Linked DNA regions of Mus musculus: region 1 is linked to region 2. Evidence: chromatin contacts called from public promoter capture Hi-C data. All regions are on one chromosome and are shown on one strand. The core of a region is the stretch at or near the end of the contact, and the rest is flanking DNA. Distances in the headings are between cores, read along the strand shown.

Region 1 (5,797 bases), core at 1,572-4,071, 220 kb after region 2:
TCACAGGAAGGAGCCCACCTTCCCTTTACCCTGCTTCCACCTCTCTCTTGGCTCCATCACAATAGCCCAGGTGCTCCACCCACTCTTCCTACTAGGTGGCCATGCCACAAGCCTTTTGAGTCCCGGATGCCAGGAGGAGCAGCTTCTTGGCTTGAGGGATCCCAGTGGATCCTCATCTCCATTCTGTCTCCAGCTGTGGTCCTGACTTCAAAGAAAAAGTACATTTCAGGCTAATGCTACACTTCCAAACACTGAAAGCCAGCCAGCTCCATGGCATATGAACATACCACATTCATGGTACATGCCACTAGCACCACACATACATGTTCCTAGAAAGGTCACTCACGACCTTTCACTCACTCATCCAGCCGCTCATCTGGCAGATAATTATCAAATACCCATTCTGACTACCTTACCTGTTGGGAATGACAAGGACCAACAAATCTGTCACCTGACCTTTGGAACCTTATGCTGTGCTGCTGAGAGTGTTGTGACAGGTCACCTATCACAACTGTAATGAATGATAGGATAAAGAAAAGCTCGGTGGGGACCATGATGTTCCAACTGTCTCTACTGACTGTCATGCTCACTCCTGTATCTTCAGTGTCCATCACAGGGACCGACACACAGGAAGGGCTCAGTAAAGGGTTACTGAGTTAAGTAGAGAGCCTATAGGTGCTGAGCCCCAACTCTGTCTCTCCGTGCTTTCTCTCTGTAGCCCAATCCTCGCATGGATTAGAAAGAAAGGATATTCAACAATTCTTCCAACAGGATAATAATACATTTGAGATAGGAGGAACGGGAGAAAGTTATTGATATCATTTCCCCCTTCAGGTATCACATTCTGGCCCTTCCTGATTTCTAAATTCCATGTCCAGTAGCTGCTCTTCTAAAAATATTCAAGTTGGTTGGAGTTCCTGCTGAAGCCCAAGCTTCTGAACCTGGACTCAGGACTGTGGTTAAGATGGAACTTGGGCTTCTCCGAGACATAGTTCAACCTGAAAATAAGTCTGATCCAAACCGCATATTCTCTCTGTCGGTAAGGAGGCTACCAGTACAAACTGGATGGCAGTGCTATGGAGGGAGGTACAAAGCTCCACTGTCCCCTTGTCCTCGGCCCCATCCATATTGTGATCTATTCTTTCCCCAGGACTGGCTCAAAAAGTTGTGGCTCCCAGGCCAGAAGAGCTAAAAGAGCCCTTCTCCTTGACCACAGCAGGTGAGCTGGCTGCAGAGAACCACTGTCTCTTTGGGTTATCTGACTGTGGAGACCAGCAATTGGCCTCTACTTGAGTCTTCCCATCTGACCAGGACTGACCCCTTGAAAGTCCTGGGTTTCTAGGGAAGTAGTGCCATTCTGAGAGAAGCTGACAGAGTGAAGAGGTCTTCTGACAAAGCTCTGAAGTGACTCAATTCAAAAACTGGTGGTCGTGGGAAAGGGTTTTGAGACGGGGTCTCACTATCACGGACTTATCCAGTCTGGTGTCAAACTCAAGCGGCAGCGGCTGCTGCCTCCAGAGTGCTGGGTTTGTTTTGAGATGTGCACCACTGTATCCAGCGTGGAACACAGACTCTTGGATCAGAGCAGGCACCCGAGCTTAGAGGAGTTTCCAGTCCTAAGCAGGCTCTGCAGTCCTTCAGCTGAAAAGAACTTCAATATGTTTGCAGGAATTTGCTTAGAATAGCCCTGGTAGGGACTAGAGAGATGGATCAGTGGTTAAAAGAATTGGCTGCTCTTCCAAAGTACCCCAGGTTCAATTCCCAGCACCTACATGGAGGCAGGCAACGCCTTAATTCTGATACCTTCCTTCCGGTCTCTGTGGGCACTAGGCACACACCTAGTGTACACACACATACACAGACAAAATACACATACACATAAAATAATAAATACATAAAATGGAAAACATGCCTGTAGTTCCAGCACTCAGGCTGAAGCGGGAGTGGCTTCAAGACCAGTTTGAGCTAGGTAGTGAAATCCTGTGTGGCTCTGAAGTAGAGCTCTTGCCTAGCTGTTGCAAAACCCTGGCTTTGATCTCCAACAGGGAGGTGGGGGTGGGAGACTGAGAAAGGACACTGGCGATCATGCCACTCCCAGATGTCTGGCATTGGCCGCTGGCTTTGGAACCAGGTCTCCAAAATCCTTTTTCCTCATCATTCTGCCTCCTCTCTGGTCTGGGTCTCAAGGGCAAGTTCTTCGTCCTAGAAGTCGTTTTTTGGGATGATCCTTGCTTGCTAAGCCAACCTGGCTTTTCTGGTTCTGATGGGTGACTTTTTACACTTCTAATGCCAACCATCTCCCTGTCTTCCACTGTCCCCTTTCTGGGAAAGATCTCTTAGGGTCTTTCTTCCATAGGCACATGGTGGCCTTGAGGAGGGGTGATGGGCAGCCTGGGCCTGGGCCTGGGCCCAAGCAGCAGACCTCCCAAGAACAGGGCATGCTTATGGTTTTCTCCAAAGACGACTGGAGGGATAAGGGGGTGGAATCTAGAAACTTCTCAGGCTTTAAGAATTCCTGCCCTCCTCCTCAGTCTGACCCTGACTATGCCTGTCTGGACCCTGGCAATGCCCACGGGCAGGACAGCAAGAAAAGGAAGGGAGGCCTGTTTGCTATTTGCTTGGTCGCCCCTCCTCCGCACTTGTCTCCTCTGGCTTCTCACCCCCTTGCTGCCCGCCTGTCCCTCTGGGCTTCTGGGGCGCCACCACTACTGTCCCCAACCCGCTTCGCCAGACGGGTCTAAAGACAGCCTGACTCACGGCTCTGCCACCAGCCCACGGCTCACGCGAGGCTTTAAAGCCTCTGCCACTGCGGGAGGAGGCCCAGTGCTGCCCTGAGCCGCCCGGCCTGAGCACGCAGACATGACCCGAGCCGCAGAGCGAGGCCAAGGGGCTACAGGCTGGGGGCTGCGCGGCGCCCTGGTGGCCATAGCGCTGCTGTCCGCACTGAACGCCGCGGGCACCGTGTTCGTGCTGTGCCAGTGGCGGGGGTTAAGCGCGGCGCTACGGGCGCTGGAGGCTCAACGCGGCCGAGAGCAGCGCGAGGACAGCGCCCTACGCGCCTTTCTGGCCGAATTGAGTCGTGCGCCGGGCCGGGTCCCCGAACCATCCCAGGACCCCATGAGCGCAGCGCGCAACAAGCGCAGCCACAACGGCGAGCCTGCGTCACACATCCGTGCGGAGAGCCAGGACATGATGATGATGATGACCTACTCCATGGTGCCGGTAGGCAGGGGCTCGTCCCCGTGGCGCCCCCGTCAGGCTGGGGCAGAGGGAGGTGATGGGAGCCGGGATCCCCTGGCCAGGGGCAAGGTCCTAGAGAGAATCTTGGGTATCTGTGTGGCTAAGGAGGTCATCCTGGCACTCTGCTTAACTCTTTTGAGATCAGTCTTTTTATCTACAGGGACCGGGCAGGGCAAGCCTTCACTTCTGACATCTTTTGAGTCTGCAGGTAAATGAGGGACGTGAGCAGTATTAAGAGCCTTTCTCAACTTTTGTCAAAAGTTTCCTGGGTGTGAACTGACCCACAGAGTCTCGGAAACCAAAGAGGAGACTTTTCTTCAACAAAGGAGTCCTTTGCCTGGCACAGTCTAGTAGTTAGGCTTCCTTCCCATCTGGCCCGGGCTCATTCCTGTAAGAATATAACCAAACTTGCCACCTAGTTGCTGGAAGTTGTCTGTGGCTCTCAAGCTGTTCCAAATAGGAGGGACTGATGCAGTGTAACTTTTATTAGAGTGCGAATACACACTAATGAAGCCAAGGTTCTTAATGTGGGTCGCTTCACAAGCTCAGAAGAATGGAAAGCCAGAACTGCTGGTGTGAGCTGTCTCTTACATGCAACGTCTGTATGCAGCCAGGGAAGGTTCCGGCATTAATCTTTTTTTTTTTTCTGTTAAGCACCCACTCTTCCCTCCTTCCCTCCCTCCCTCCCTCCCTCCCTCCCTCCCTCCCTCCCTCCCTTCCTCCCTTCCTTCCTCCCTTCCTTCCTTTGACAGTTTCATGTAACCTAGGATGGCCTTCAACTGGCTGTTGTAGCCAAGGGTGACCTTGGACTTCAACTCTTCCCCTGCCTGGGTGTCAGGATTACAGACTTGTGCCACAACACCCCTGGGCCTCTCTCTACATTCTCCAAGTAATTCCCTTCCTGAGAGTTGAGAAACACTAGTCTAAAGCAAAGACTTTTAAAGAAAAACCTCCTTTCTTCCAGTTTTCGGGTGTTCCGTTTTGGTTGGTTTGCATCCAGTGGTTCTTTAACAGCTACACTTAGGTCACATCCCCCACCCCCACCCCCACCCCCACCCCCTTGCCCCGGGCCCCTTCCATTTCCCATTCCCTTTCATCCGCTCCAATAGCCATGGTCTTATTTCACTTTATAATTAGAACATGTCCAATTGACCCTCCAAGTCCAGTGAGCCATACTTTGGAATCCTATATGTTTGAAGAGAAGTCTACTTTAAACATGTGCTGTTACTAAAGAAGTTTTCAGCGACTGTGTGTGAGTTGAAAGGCTTTTAGGACAACAAACAGCACACACTCCAAATACCTAGTCTGAGAAAGGTCGAGCTTTCCATTTCTAGCCTCACATTTTCACTCAAGTAAAAAATTTAAAAACGAAGCCTAAGCAAACATTTCAGAAACTCCAGCCTCTGTAAGATGAAGAGGGCTCGCTGGGGAACCCTAGGGCACTCTTTTGGCCCTTCATTCTGCATTTTAAAAGGTTTTTTAAAAAAAAAAAAAACCTTCCAAGAGAGATGCATCTGAGCAACAACACTTTCTACCTCCAATCCTGCTTTTAAGGTAGATGGTTTGGATCCAAATTGCAGCCCATTCAGTCCCTAGCAGAAGAGAATGAGCTCATTTCCCAGGTCCCTCTGAACACCTGCTGCTGTTACAGATCGGCACAGAAACTGCAGCGAGCAGCTTAGCAGCAGCACCCGCTGACCTCACATCTGCAGTGCGTATGTTGAGACCTTTTTGAGTCACTGAGGGAGATGCAGCAAGACCAGAATATAGTGATCACATTGATGAGTGTGAGCAACTCTCATCATGTCTTCATGGAAGTAGTCGGGGTGTCATACATACTCTAAGAACACTGCAACTCTACAGTGCACATAAGTATCTTGGGCATGTTGGGCAGTGCAGGTTTCGATTCATACGGTCGAGGACAGTGGTTCTCAACCCTCCTAATGCTGAGACCTTTCAATACCTTCATGCTGTGGTGACCCCCCCAACCATAAAATTATTTCGTTGCTACTTCACAACTGTAATTTTACTCCTGTTATGAATCATAATGTAAATATCTGATATGTGGCCCCCTATGGGTGTCATGATCTAGAGGTTAAGACCCGCTAGCGGGTCTAAGGTATGAAATTCTGCATGGCAGACAAGTGCCCACCAATCTCAGCGCTGCAGGTTTAAGGGCCACATTTTGAGTAAGGAGGTCCTAGAACCCTAGAGTCATCAGAGACACCTGAAACCTATCGGTACCTGAATCCATCCTAGATATTATTCCAAGTGGATCAGTCTGAGGTGTGGCCTGGGATGGAGAGATCACTTACTGGCAGACAGGAGAGTGATATGAGGTCCTGAGGAGAGTCAGGTATCTGGTTTAAATGCTTTCAGTTCCCACCAGGCCTTGCTTTAAGCAATGGAGCCAATTTCACTGCTGAAATGCCTTTGTCTGTCTGTCTGTCTGTTTGTTTGTTTTGCTTTATATTAGCAATATACTTCTCATCCTCACAAATTTTCTCTTCAAGAAACCAATTTGTTACAAAAAAAAATCTCTGGGCATCTCAAGTAG
Region 2 (5,960 bases), core at 1,101-3,600:
AGACTCCTTCACCTGGAGGAGGTACAGGTCCACAGAAGAATATGAGTTTCTTGTAAAAGACAAATGACAGCTCTATGGATAAATGTCTGCCTTCTAAATTGTCTCTGAATCTGCAACAACAGCTTCCGTTTGACAGGATGCAAGCAGAGCAAGATGGAGAGACAGCGCTAATTCTGAAGCTTCGTCACTAAGGGGAACACTTTCAGACTGAAAATAATGAGTGAGACTAAATGCCATTTAGCATAATGGCTCATGACATTAAAATAAATGTTCAAGTCGTGAGACTCAAGCACACAGAAAAGAAGGAATGACTGCAGACAACAGTAAGGTGCAAACAAATGAGACAGCTTGTGAAAGCTAGCTGCCCTGCTCTTCCAGGCGCATCTGACCCCAGTGACAAGGTGTGCTGTGAGCTGTGCGGCTCACACAGACTGTCAATCACTTGGACAGGCAGTGACATTCAGAGCTGAAGCAGGCTGGAGGAGTGGGCACACTAGGATGTATATGTATGTATTCCTTTTCTCCTCGTCCCTCTCAATACTAAGAACCCTGGAGTTTTTCCTGCTCCCATCTCCCTTTAAGGAATCTCATTACCTTCCTCTCTTATTCCTCAATTTCCTAGCTTCCACCTACAGAATAAGTCGGTAGGCTGTGACACTGTAACTGAGATTTCTAAAGTGTCAGTGACAATGTTTCTGATGCCCCTCTTCCCCAACCTTTGGTGATATACTTGGAAACACACTCCTACCTACTAGAGACACCTATTGAATCACATGATTAAAGAAGATCCAAAAGCCACCTATGAAGTGAAATCTTGGTGCCTTACAGTCACAGAAACACATAGGCATGCAAAGGGTTCGTGCTTAGGAATAGCATCCACACCCATACACTACACCAAGCAGGAGTCCCTTGCACAGCTTTTGGAATCCTCACATGCAGATACCTCCCTTGCCGCCTACCTTAGCCCAGGGAGCCTACCTACTCTAAGTGAAGACCAAAGCCACCTGGAGCTGGGAGAGGTTTGACCCAGGGCCCAAAGCAGAGAATCTGGACCTCTGCAAAATGGAGATTAAAAAAAAAAAAGGTATAAACAAAACCCAAAAACATTTGGCTAGATGCTATCTTACCCTGATTCTTGAACACACGTTCCCTATACCAGCACCCGGTCTAGTAGACCTTCCCGAACTGGTCTCCACTCTTGGCACTCAGGTGTACCCTTGGGAAGTGTGAGGACCTGACTGTGTACAGGTTTGTGCTAGGAGACTCCCAACAGACAGTCATGGCCTGGTCTGTATGGCAAGCAAACTTTCAAGGCGTGCTGGGTGCACAGAAGGATGACTGTAGGTAGAAAGTGAGTGGTCCTGGACCCTGCACTCCAGGGAGGGGCCTGAAGGGCGAAGCCTGCAGGTGGAGGTTGGGTGAGTATGGAGGAAAATAGACCTTGGGTTGTGGGCAGCTTCCTCCTGTTGCTCAGTACTGAGGAGATACAGAAAAGGACATTCATTTCTCTAAATAAGCATCCTCCTATCCTATTGCTTGCATTCCTATTGATTATGGATGGAAAGCCGGTGGCACCTTTTAAAGGGGAAGGCCGGCAGCTCTGCGGGTCACTTTGGGGCCGCTCCTGGGGGTCCACCTCCCGCTAGCCACGCCACAGGAATGGATTAGCACTTCTGCACCCGCTTGCCCAGCAGTCTCGGAACCTCAGACATTAGCCCAGGCAGGAGCCCTGATCTACCCAGGAGTCTTTTCTTTCCACCGACTCTGAAGCGTGGTCTCACCGCCCCAGGATGGCAGACTAAGCAGCACATGGGAAGTTACTTCAGTTCGGTTTCCACTGCAAATTACAAGGCACAGATATCTCAAGCCCTCCTTTCCCCCCACCCCCACCTTGCAGTGCGCCCCAAGGCTTCCGCTGGAGACCCTGCCACTTTTCGATCGATCCACGGGCAAAATGTCCCTCCTGTCTCTCCGACACACCTAAGTGCAGTGGTGTGGGAGGACGCCTCAAACCAGTCCCCAGTCTCAGCATGGAAGGGTTCGGGCTGCTGGGGACCGGCCTTCTGCCCCACCGCTCCAAGAAATACTCTCGATTTCCTGCACTGGCCTCCCCTCCTCTTTAACCCCAGCCCTCCCGGCAGGGTTGCCCCCTCGCTACCTGCAGCAGTCCCGGGCTCGCCCTCGCTCTGCTCTCCAGAATCTGAATCCATACTGTGGGCTGCCGCCCGCGCATCCACCACCGCCCGCCTGCGGGGCGCTCCTGGCTCGGGTGGACGCGGCACACACGGTATGGGCTGCAAAGAGTCTGGAGCCCGGGCGGTGCAGAGTGGGCAGTGTGTGGCCAGACACTAGGGCCAGGGGGCGGCTCCGAAGAGGCCAAGCCTGCTCCAGTGGCCCGCCCGCCGCCCGCCAGTGCCTGCACGCGAGGGTAGAGTCCGGGTGCGGGGAGGGGGGGGGGGAGTGAGGGGGTGCTGGTGGCGAGTAGGGTGTAGGGAAGGAGAGGAGGAGTGTCCAGTGCTCCTGGCTGGGATTAAATAGCCCAGGTTCCTCTACACCCAGAGCCCTGGTCTGGGAGCCTGGTGAGCTGGTGGGGGGGAGCCAGGACGCTCCTTCTTTGGGTGTGGCAAAGTTTGCAAGATTGTTTAAGTACAAATGCACCTCTCTGCCCACTGAAAAAGGTGTATTGTTAGGTTTAAGGTTGTGAGGCTGCACGAGTTTTAGTTCCACTTCACCACTTGGATCCTTTTTGAGGAAAATCTGTGTGTCTGTTACCTCGTGTTGGGAGGGGAGCGAACAGTCTTGCAGGAATTTTGTGGGAAGTATAATGCCGGCTCCCCTGTGAAGGAACAAGCAGCCAGCCTGTCGCCTGGTGAGGAAATAAACAACTAGTCAGGTAGAGATAACTCCCGCAGTTCAGACTCCTCTCGCTGTGGGCGTGGCTTGTGGAGCTGGTTCTGAGAGCTGGGTGAGCGCCCAGCCTGATTTGGCCTGGAAGGCTGGACCCGCCCTGCCAATCAAGCTGCCAAGCCAAGTTTTGCCTCCAGCTCAAGAGGCATGAATTGATTTTTAGAACGTTTTCTTTTCTGGGGAGATGGCCTAGTGGGTAAGAACGCTTGGTGTTCCAGCGTGGGGGAACTGAATTAAAAAGCCCTGCATGGCCCCTACAGGTGCCTGTAAGCCCCGTGGAGGGCAGCTACAGGAGGATTTCTGGGACTTACTGGATGTCAGCCTAGCTCCAGGTTCAATGAGAGATCCTATGTGAAGGGAGTGAAGAATGTTGGACACCTGATGGCCTCCTCTGGCCTGAGAGCTGGAGAGGAACCGTTTCTTGCTGATGGGGTTAAAGGCAAAGTACAAAGGCTCTCAACATCCCCTTTCACTTTCTTTTTCACAAAAGCAATTTATTAACTAATCAAGCGGCCAAGGCAGGAAGGAGAAACACCTAATGGGAAAGTGGTCACTGTTGGTTTCTGAGTATCCATGAGCTTTCATGTATTCCTCTATTATAGGCTTTGAAATTCACGAAGCCGCAAGCCTGCTTCTCATTACTATAAACTTCCTACAGCAATTGCAAACTATTGACCGGAGAGAAAATTAATCAGGAAGAGAACGCCCACTTAAAGGTGCTAGATTCCCAGTGTATCCTCTGAGCACTCATTTTGTCTGAACTAACACCCAGAGATGCGTTAGGTTGAACCATTTGAAATTGTAGTTTGAAGATTGGAAACTGTTGAAATTTGGCTATTGTATAGATTCAACCTATTGTTGACCCCATTTCACATGGCCAGAATCTGGGTCTCAGGTCGTGTGTTTATGAGGGAGGACTGACATCAAGGCTGCCCAGAGTGGGCAACTACTATTTATTGCGGCAGTCCATAGATGTAGACCTCACAGAACACTATTAAAACTCTACTTTACGTTCTAGGAGAAAGTTTCCTGGAAGACCAAACTCAAACTCATTGGCTTTGGTGATAAAAGTTTTATCTATGCAAAAGAAAAAAGAAAAGAAAAACCCCTATATAAAATGTGTATTTGGGGGGAAATGGCCCAACCTCTCTGTCCCCTCCTGCGTTAGCATCTCCTTCACAGTCCCCTGTGAAAGAGTAAAAGTAGCGAGTGTGGAAGCAACTGCCCAACGATAGTACGTTGCTAATGTTTGATAAGGGGGGAAAATAAGTCCTTTGGTCTAATGGATCTCATTTAGAAACAAATAGATAAAAATAAAACCCTAATTTTTAAAAATAAAACCCTAATTTTTAAAAATAAAAGGCAAAAGAGGATGCAAAATTGGATACAAGTTAGAGCTCAGGAAAAAAACCAACTGGGTCATTTCAAATGTTTGCTGAGTTAAAGCTGATAACTCATGCCCACAATTCCAGCGCTGGGAGGCTGAGGCAGGACTGCCAGCCACAAGTTCGAGGTCAGCCTGGGCTGTATAGTGAGTTCCAGGTCAGACTCTTCTGCAAGGCAAGACCCTGCTTCAAAAAATAAATAAGAAAATAATCTTTAAAAGTTTGCTGTAGCCCCATCACAGAGAAAAATGGCAATGATGATGTCACATGACAGAGAATATTGGGCTTACAGGCATTCAGGATGAGGAACATGTGGCTTGGTGCCCAGCATGTTTAAGATGCTGAGTCAGTCTCTAGCACCACAGATCTCTCTCTGTGTCTCTCTCTCTCTCTTTCTCTCTCTGTCTCTGTCTCTGTCTCTCTCTGTCTCTCTGTCTCTCTCTCTCACACACACACACCCCTATCATCTCTAAATACCTACTCTAAATTTAACAACAGGAATGTTTTTTTTGTGCCTTAGACTTTGTTTTCTTGTACTTGGAAGGTGTGTTTTTGTTTTTATTTATCTGTATAAGTTTCATGGGCTGGTGCTTTGTTAGCGTTATGCAGATACAATCAATGTCTAACAGCAAAATAAACAGGAACCTTCTTGTGCCAAGATCAACAGAAAAGTCCTGAGAACACATATTTCCAACGCACATATGTCCATCCATCCCCAGACCTCTTCTGAATACCAGTTTATTTGAGCTCAGAGGTAAATGTTCATGAGTGTAGAGAAGGAAGAACCGATCACAGTGTCTTGAGAAGTCCACGAGACAAGTCTTTACATAGCAATCCCTATTTGGTTAGCTGTTCCCAGTCTCATACTTCTGCATAATGAGACAGATGTAGAATGGAATAGCATATGTGCTGTTAAACAATGGAAGAGAAAGATCCAAACTAAATAACATCTCCATTCTAGTTTCCTATGGAATGCAATCTGTTGTCACAGGACAAGACAAAGGGAACTGATTGCAGGCATAGGAGTTTAAAGAGAAATGTTAACAGAATGCACATTATCTGTGCCTCCAGATGGGAACCCTAGGGTTAGAGAAGGAAGCCCTTAAACAATATCTCGTGACCATCGCCCCATGAAGACAGTGAAATCCAAGGTGGATCCTCTCTTTACAAATCCATCCCGGCACTTTTTTTTTTCTTTAAAAAAAATGTTTGGGAACTGAGAGGGGAACTCGGTTTCAGCAGAGCCTTCCTGTATTTTTAGAAGAATGGTGTCACTCCACAAACTTGAATCTTGAGTCGGAGCATCACAAACCACCTTCTCACTGTTTCCACTACATCGCTGGAGCCTGGCAGCTCTTACTACATGGAAATGTCTAACTTCCATTGGCCATTTTTTTTTAACTTCAGCAAACAAAATTCCTCAGTTTTTATAGATGTTGCCTATCTGGTGGGGAAAGTATATCTATCTGTAAGGTGTCAAGAAACAGAAAATAAAATAGATTCATTTCTGCTAAGGAAATAATCCTCCTTTAGTCTGAGCCAGGGCTATGACTCATCTGCCCGTCTCCTCTTGTGGGATGGAAAGGGAACGTCTACAAACCTCTTGACAGCAGAAGGGAGGGAGGTTTTGAGGAAGGTGGTTTATAAAGCTCTGACTCCAGATTCAAG

What was found. Capture Hi-C pulls out chosen DNA fragments and counts their contacts.
Region 1: a promoter capture Hi-C map of liver shows a contact between it and region 2. The contact joins the promoter of Gldn here to the promoter of Tnfaip8l3 in region 2. A contact is called at or near these places in 10 of 39 promoter capture datasets (the 3T3-L1 cell line, 3T3-L1-derived adipocytes, cranial neural crest and 5 more) and 1 of 9 other capture datasets (liver).

Annotation. Positions count from the first base shown.
Region 1 is chr9:54,283,665-54,289,461 of GRCm38.p6, forward strand. Gldn (gliomedin) reads left to right here and starts at 2,822. Exons shown (of 10, transcript NM_177350.5): 1 at 2,822-3,222. The coding sequence starts at 2,860. The region is part of intron 1 of Gldnos (gliomedin, opposite strand); the gene reads right to left.
Region 2 is chr9:54,066,061-54,072,020 of GRCm38.p6, forward strand. Tnfaip8l3 (tumor necrosis factor, alpha-induced protein 8-like 3) reads right to left here and starts at 2,351. Exons shown (of 2, transcript NM_001033535.3): 1 at 2,159-2,351. The coding sequence starts at 2,210.